Regions from separate parts of the Mus musculus genome. Here region 2 is linked to region 1. Evidence: chromatin contacts called from public Hi-C data. All regions are on one chromosome and are shown on one strand. The core of a region is the stretch at or near the end of the contact, and the rest is flanking DNA. Distances in the headings are between cores, read along the strand shown. Region 1 overlaps M1ap (meiosis 1 associated protein). Region 2 holds the start of Wdr54 (WD repeat domain 54).

Region 1 (3,913 bases), core at 490-2,989:
TTGTAGACCAAGATGGCCTCAAACTCAGATATCTGCCTGCTTCTGCCTCCTGAGTGCTGGGATTAAAGGTGTGCACCACTACCACCTGGCTATAGATACACATTTCTAACCGATATTATTGTCCTTCTTCTCACCCTTCTCAAGTATGATTTCATACAAATTGTAGCTTGATGAATTATTTCCTCTTAATACTAGATATTTCATTTTATCATCTTTTTATTTTGAATGATTTTGAAGAAGCTGAATCTAACCCTTGCTCCTCCCTTTCATTCCTGTTAGTCCTCTTCATTTCATGAGTCAGTTTTGTTCTTACTTTATTACTTTATGTCATGTATGCATATGATTTTATATATCTGTATAAAGTCCAAGACCCACAAATGAGAAAATGTGACTTTTGTCCTTCTGGATCTGACTTAATTCACTTAGATAATCTTGTGATGCATTCATTTTCCTAAAAATGATGCAATAAGAGGTTATCTTGTCTATGGTTGAACAAAGTTCCACTGTGAACATATATCACCTTGTCATGCATCCTTCTGTTGAGAGACATCTAGACTGACTCCATAATTTAGCTACTGTGGATAATGATGCAATAAGAGTTGGTGTGGACCATCTCCGTGGTCTGTTGCTTATTTGGATGCTCCTTGACTTCACTTAGAAGTATATTAGGAGCTTCTTCCATTTATTACACATTCCTCTGATTATTCTTTTAACTTTTTTTTGTGTGTGCGATTTCCTCTAATTCTCTTTCACTGAATCCCTCACTGGAGAACTGGCATTTTCCAGAGGAGTCCCATTGCCTTGATTTCTTCATGTCTCTTGTATTTCTTCATTGTTACTTGTGCATTTAGGGTTAACCCATTGGTTGGATTTAAAAGGTCAGCTGCATTTTTCCAGTTGAGGTGTTGAAGCTGAGTTGTCATTCCCTCCCACGGTGAGGGGTGTGGTTCAGTAGCTGAATCCCCAGTCCTTGTGCCAGGGTGTCGGGCACCATCCACTACACCACTCCAAGAGTAGACTATGAACTGTAGAAGCCACCACACTATGTAAATATCATAGTATTTAAAAACAGTCATCTAACTTTAATAACTATCAGGATACAAAGAAACAAGGACAGTGCAGTGCGCACCAAGCTACTAGTTACTAAGGCTAGGAAACAGGCCTAGGAAGGACAGGGATCAAGGTTAGAGCAACTGAGAAAACACATGGGAGGATGAAGCTGGGATATTAGAAGGATCAACAGTTTAAAGAAGCCACAGAAAATTATATCTAAGAGGTAAAGGGAGAAGGCATGGGAAAAAGAGAGGAGGGAATGAGAGAGAGTCCACAATAGGACGAGTGTGGGAACACAGAATAATCATGAAACCTAATCAGGCAATATAAAAAAAACTATTAAGAGATACTTATATAACCCAAAGATCTTTAAAAAAAAATCACATGGTGCTTGCCCAACACGTGCAAACTTCTGAGTTCAATGACCCTCCACATGAATTATGTAATATGTCCCATGTATCATATGCATTTTATATAACATTAGTCAGCATTTCTTCCTTAACAGGATACTACTGAGTTCCTCCTTTCCCTGTGATAGCTTCTGTAGCAAACTGACAGGATTTGAGGGCTAGAGGTCCAGTTCAAACCCGTAAAACCAGATTCCCGGGGTGGGCATGCCTTGTGAATAGTGGAGTACACACGTATAACCGTTTGGGTTGAGTTTTTCTTGGTGTCCAGTAGATGTCAGCACATCCTCATTTTCCAGCCCCAGCCCTCCACATGGACTAGAATTTGGGTAGTTCCCATCCATGCCTGTTTCATGTGTACTGGCTGATTAAATTTCCCAAGCTTGGTTTGTTACACATTCTTGTTACGAACAGTTGGATTTCTGATTTGTTTGTTTGTTTGTTTGTTTTGGAGATAGTCTGACAATTTAGATCTGGATGGCCTGTAACTCATTATGTAGATGAAGTTGGCCTGAACTCATGGAGATACTTTGTCCCCAGTGCTGGGAGCCTCAGCTTGGATTAAACTCTAAGGCTCTGATGTGGTTATGCCTGGGCTACTGTTTGCCATTTTAGCTCGAAATGGTTGTCCTCCCAGGCCTCAAGCTGCCTCTGCTTAGATCAGGTTGGTTTGTGGTGGCTCTGTGGATCTGCCACGACTGCCGTGAATTATAGGGATGTGTCACCGTGCCCTGTTCTCTGCTAGCTATCAATCCTTGTTCTCTAAATTCTACAGTCAAGTGCCAGGTATGTTGGTACATGATTATAATGCCAACACTTGGAAGGCAGAGGTAAGAAGATTTCCAAAAATATGAGCACAGCCTTGTCTACATTGTAGGTTCCAGGTCATCCAGGGCTACATAGTGTGACTTTGTCTCAAAAATAAATAACATACAAATACACACACACACACACACACACACACACACACAAACAAATAGATTCTACAGTCAGATAATTCTAGCATACCTGCCATGACTGGGTCTAATACCTATTCTAACTTCAAATGGTGTGTCTTGCCTTTTATTCCGCTTGTCATCTTCTGTGATAGACGGGTTCCACTGGGTCAAAGATGTTATTGTAATTGGCCTTTACAAATGTGGTATTTGTGTGAAAGGACACATTCTCTACTATTATTATTTTCTATTCAAATAATAAGAGTAATAAGTTTTTAAAATCTCGCGTAATCAAGTTTTTAAACATTTTTTAAGATTTATTTTTATGATTTTATGTGTGTGGGTGTTTCACCTGCGAGAGCATCTGGGCACCACATGTGTGACTGGTGTCTGAGAAGGTGATGAGCTTCTATATGGGTGCTGGGAATTGAACTTGGGTCCTTTGCTAGAACAGCAAGTGCTCTTACCCACTCAATCAACTCATCAGCCCCCAAAACAAGTTCGTAAAATAATATTGATATGTGATTATTTGTTCCTAGTCTTCAAGAGAAGCTGCTACTCAAATACAAACTCCACAGTGTTTCTCAGTGTGTTCTTCCCCTTGGGTTGGAGCATGGGCACTTGACTGGGCTGGAGTGGGTTAGAGCATGGGGACTCGATTGGGCTGGAGTTGATCATTCCTCTCTATGTGGAAGGCTGTAATTAGCTTGAGTTTGCTCTCTCTTGTCCTTCAGGTGAGTTAGGTCAGTTCAAACCCTAGGTTCTGTTTAACTAGTTTCTCCTGGCCACAGAACTTATGAAAAAGAACCGTTGAGTGTATTTCAGAATGCCTGTTCTCTCCTGCCCCACCCCCTTGCCATCCAGGTTTGAGTCATAAGGGAATTTCCTCTTAAGGGTCTGGTTGAACTCTTAGACTTGGAGCTCACAGAAGTGTGTGAGGCCTTAGGACGTCCCTTGGAGTTTTAAATGTTGAGACTTAGCTTTTAGCCGTTTACTAATGTTTGGGTTTTCCTACCCAAGCAGTGGTTGCCATGGAGGTTTTGCTTTAGTGTGCTGTGAGTCTGTCTGATTCTGGAGGCAGCTGTTTGCCCTGTGTTGTAACCTTGCCTCTCCTAGGCATCTAAAGGGAATTGTTGACTTTGCAAGTGTTTTCATAATTGTTGGGACAAAGTGGCAACTTCCACCTTCCTAGCGTGTGAAAATGGCAATGGGAAATTAACACAATTATTTTCCAACTCTTCTGTCTGCAGCCAGAGGTCCCTCAAATATTTTAACCCACACACACGAATGTACCCGTGGAGTATCCACCCATAACTTATCTATATTTTTATGATTGTCTCAGCATGGCATCAGAATAGCATCAACTTTGACATTCGCTAATCCCAGAGAAAATTTAGTAAATTTGGGTAAAATTTTGATTAAAGACAATTACAATTTTTTTCTTTATTTTGGGCTCTTTTTTGAGATAAGATTTGACTCAGTAACCTAGCCTGGCCTGGAACCACATAGCCCGTGCTG
Region 2 (3,913 bases), core at 964-3,463, 190 kb before region 1:
AGGTCCTGAGTTCAATCCCCAGCAACCACATGGTGGCTCACAAACATCTGTAATGGGATCTGATGGCCTTTTCTGGTGTGTCTGAGGACAGTGACAGTGTACACATATACATGAGATAGATAAAGAAAATGAGGGTTGGTGAGGTGACTCACTGGGTAAAAGTACTCATAGCCCAGCCTAATGACAAAAGTTTGATTCTCAGCACCACAAGGTAGAAGGAGAGAGCCATCTCCTTCAAGTCACCCTCCAGCCTCCACTCGTGCACTATGGCACACGCCCCGCCTTCACCCCACCCCACCCCAAATAAATGTAACAAATCATTAAAGATTCCTGTGACGGCTTGAATAAGAACAGCCCCATAAATTCCTATTTGAACTGTTTGGGAAAGACTTGGAGGTGTGGCCTTGTTGGGAGGGAGGGAGTAGGGGCCAGAGATGAGGTTTCAAAAGCCCATCATTTGCAGTTAGCTCTCTTTGCCTCGTGGGCTCTCAGCTACTCCTCCAGCACCATGCCTGTCTGTGCTCCCCTTCGTGATGCTCCTGGGTGCTTAACCGTTTGGAACCGTGAACCCCAAATTAAACACTTCCTTTTATAAGTTTCTTTGCTCATGGTGTTTTGTGACAGCAAGAGATAAGTAACTAAGAAAAGCCCAAAAGTAACCTAGGGACATAATACTTCACAAAAGAGATGTAGATAAGTAATAATAATAATAAAAAAAATTGTAAAGAGGGCCAGAACTAGGTGTGGTGGCTCACAGCAATAAACCCAGCACTCAGAAGCCTGAAGCAGCTGTCATGTGTTCAAGGCCAGACTGGGCCATGAAGTGAGACCATGAAGGAAGATGGTTCCTTCCAAAATCTACCTCCAAATATAAGTTTTTATCTATCTACCTAATTGTTTCCTATTTTATATTCTCCAATATTCATTCTCTCAGGCAATCCGGTGTCTTCTGTTCTCTACATTCTCAGTTCCTGGCCTTGAATTCCCAGAAACCAAGCGGCTGCCTAGTTCTCCATCTAAAGCTTTGCTTCCTTAAGCCCAAAGCCAACGCAAAACCAAAGAACCGATCCCTTAGGCCTCCCCCCACAGCTAGGACAGAGATGTGGCGTGCACTTAACACAAGAGAACAGAGATATTTTTTACTCTTTCATTTTCTCGAGGTCCTACCAATCTGTTTTATTTTTTAAAATGCCTTGACTTTGGGAGTAAGAGAGTTGACCCCACATTGACCGCTCTTGCAGAGGGCCTGGGTTTGATTCTTAGCACCCATGTGATGGCTCCAAACTGTAACTCCAGTTCCAGGAGATCTGATCCTCTCTCCTGGCCTCTGCAGGCATCAGACATGAACACAGTACACAAACACACATGCAGACAAAACACCCATATACATAAAATTTTTTTTTGACTTAAAGGTAATTGGTTTTTGACCAGTGAGATGGGAGAGTGTTGGTATGGGAAGAAGCTATGAGTTCAAAGGCAACCCGGTCTATATTGTGAGTTCTAGACCAGCCAGGGCTACACATTGAGACCTTGTCTCAAAATAAAAGGCAAGCCATGGTTGCGCATGTGATTCCTTTAATCACAGCACTCTGGAGGCAGAGTTGAGTTGGAGGCCAATATGGTCTATATAATCAGACTGTCTCGATTTAAAAAAAAAAAAAGTAATAATGATAATAAAGTAAGTTTTAAGGTCACCCTCACAGTTGTTTGATCCATTTCGTAGTCCTGAAATTGTCAAGATAGTGATTCATCCATCAGACCCTCTTCCTAGTGCCTCTGGTTTACCCACCAACACGGGTTCCTGGTCAGAAAGGAATTACTATTTGCACTAGTGGTTCAGCTGTTTCCGAATTCGCTTGCCCTTGGCCTGGTCCAGCCGTTGACCCTTTCCCTCAGGGACCGAGGTACAGGCATGCCCATCTCGAACCTAGAGCTAGTCCACTGCCTCGATACCGGCCAACCCCAGTTCTTGCGCACTCCCTAAGTCTAGCTGAAACTCACCGAGCCTTCGTGACTCATTTTCGTGACAGTCACTCCAAGGCGGTGTTTCAGCTGCCTTCAGGACCCTCCATCGTTGTAGCTGCAGTGGCCGCGACCCAACGGTCTCCTCGGCAACCAGGCCCCGCTGAGGGTCCCTGGCGTGGTCCACGGTTGCTTGGTAACCGCGTAGCTGCGCGCCGCAAGTTCCAGCCACAGGCCACGCCCAGAGGCCGTGCGTCGGTGCGTCGTCTCTATGGTGGCGGCGGATTTGGAGGGACCTTAGGATCGCGGCGTCAGGCAAGGCACACTTGAGGGTGGTGGGGGTGGGTTGCAGGTGTGACCTCTAACCTTGGCGTGGGCCTTCAGGTAGCTAAGCTGTGGGAAGAAGAGCTGGAGACCACATTCTGCATTTTAGCTGAGACGTTCCGTACTAGCAGGTATTTACATCATCATTCTTATTGCGGGATTCCCTGGTGGCTGCAACACTCAACCCTGGGGCTCTCTCCAGCTCCGTGGGATCCTCTCCTCCTTGTGACTACTATCCATCACTTTCCTCGGGGATCCTATCAATCAAGGGTCTCTCTCAGTGTCTCCTGGTTGCATCTCATTGTCCTTCTCCCCTGTCCCAGTGTCCCCAGTGGCCTTCTCCCTATTTGTCGTGCCGTGACTCTAGGACTCTCTCTCTCTCTCTCTCTCTCTCTCTCTCTCTCTCTCTCTCTCTCTCTCTCTCTCTCTCTCAGAATGTTCCGCCGCGAGCGCTCCATCCCACTTCGTAGCTCTGCCGCCGCCCTGTCTAACAACCTCAGTGTACTGCAGCTGCCAGCCCGTGATCTCACGCATTTTGGGGTGGTTCATGGACCGAGCGCCCAGCTTCTCAGTGCTGCCCCTGAGGGTGTGCCCTTGGCCCAGCGCCAGCTCCACGTTAAAGAGGGTGCTGGAGTGAGTCCCCCACTTATCACTCAGGTAAGGCAAGGAGTGAAAGAGGTGTTGCTTAAATCAGTGCGATCCTTGTTCTTGAATACCTATCCTCTTGACGCCTTATGTCCTCTTCTATGATGCGCGTCTCTCCAGGTTCACTGGTGTGTCCTCCCCTTCAGAGTACTGCTGGTCCTCACCTCGCATCGAGGGATACAGGTGAGAATAGAACCCTCCTGCCCTTTCTCCAGCGCCACCCCCACCCAATAACACTTTTAGATGTCACATGCGCAGCCCACTCTGCCTCTATTTTTCGTCTTCTTTTGTTCCATTTTCTTCACTCTTCAATTCTGCATCAGCAGTTTGCTTCTGTTATTAACTCTGTGACCCTTGGGCACGGGTAGCCTCAGTGTCCTCCTCTGAAAACTATGGATAAGAATAGTGCCTGCCTCCCAGAACAGAGTTTGAGGATTCCAATGGACTTACCTGGCTGGGTGAAGTGCCCAGAACTCAACAAGGGTCATCTGGATCTTGCTCTCATCCTTGCCCCCATCTTCCAGATGTATGAGTCTGATGGCTCCGTCATGGTTTATTGGCACGCCTTGGACTCAGGCGATGCTTCTTCAGGTACCTTCAGGACCATGTGGAGCAGGGGTGGAGGCTGGGAGAATTCGCTGGGGCTGGGGGAAGTGCTGTTTCTGAGAGCTGCTTTTGTATTCAGTACAGGCTATGTTTGCCCGAGGAATTGCTGCCAGCGTCCACTTCATCTGTGTGGGTGAGCAGACTAGAGACAGGGCTAGGGCCTGTATGTGAAGTACATGATTGTGGGGTCTCAGCCAAGAGGATGCTGAGGGGTTGACGAACTTAGGAAGAGTTAGAGGGAAGCTGGGAAGGAAGGGTATCAGAGACTCTGAAAAACATTTAGAGAGGGATAGTGAATGGAAAGTCAGGCCTGTGGGAGTACTGAGTTTATTACTAAGACTTCTGGGATAGAGGGGGTGCTGGCTGTGGTGACTGG

Evidence for each region. A called contact is a pair of places that touch in the nucleus more often than the background predicts.
Region 2: a Hi-C map of bone marrow-derived macrophages shows a contact between it and region 1, with 2.1 times the contacts expected there. The contact joins the promoter of Wdr54 here to the enhancer-like site in region 1. A contact is called at or near these places in 22 of 39 promoter capture datasets (the 3T3-L1 cell line, 3T3-L1-derived adipocytes, the C10 cell line and 15 more), 2 of 15 datasets of contacts at CTCF or cohesin (the NIH/3T3 cell line and large pre-B cells), 5 of 484 Hi-C or Micro-C datasets (the G1E-ER4 cell line, the HPC-5 cell line, bone marrow-derived macrophages and 2 more), 16 of 115 datasets of contacts at active chromatin or transcription factors (the 230-238 cell line, the NIH/3T3 cell line, bone marrow-derived macrophages and 8 more) and 4 of 9 other capture datasets (adipose tissue, liver, macrophages and 1 more).

Annotation. Positions count from the first base shown.
Region 1 is chr6:82,969,012-82,972,924 of GRCm38.p6, reverse strand. The region is part of intron 3 of M1ap (meiosis 1 associated protein); the gene reads right to left. Among named protein-coding and RNA genes, the nearest start is that of M1ap, 24 kb to the right of the region's middle. Within about 2 kb of position 1,739, at least 7 of the 459 cell types and tissues checked have an H3K27ac peak or open chromatin away from gene starts, as enhancers often do. A contact at or near this core is called in bone marrow-derived macrophages, where this site is marked.
Region 2 is chr6:83,154,679-83,158,591 of GRCm38.p6, reverse strand. It overlaps Wdr54 (WD repeat domain 54), which reads left to right and starts at 2,213. Exons shown (of 11, transcript NM_001362119.1): 1 at 2,213-2,277; 2 at 2,347-2,417; 3 at 2,721-2,943; 4 at 3,052-3,114; 5 at 3,456-3,522; 6 at 3,617-3,670. The coding sequence starts at 2,722. It overlaps 1700003E16Rik (RIKEN cDNA 1700003E16 gene), which reads right to left and starts at 2,188. Exons shown (of 4, transcript NM_027948.1): 1 at 2,002-2,188. The coding sequence starts at 2,019.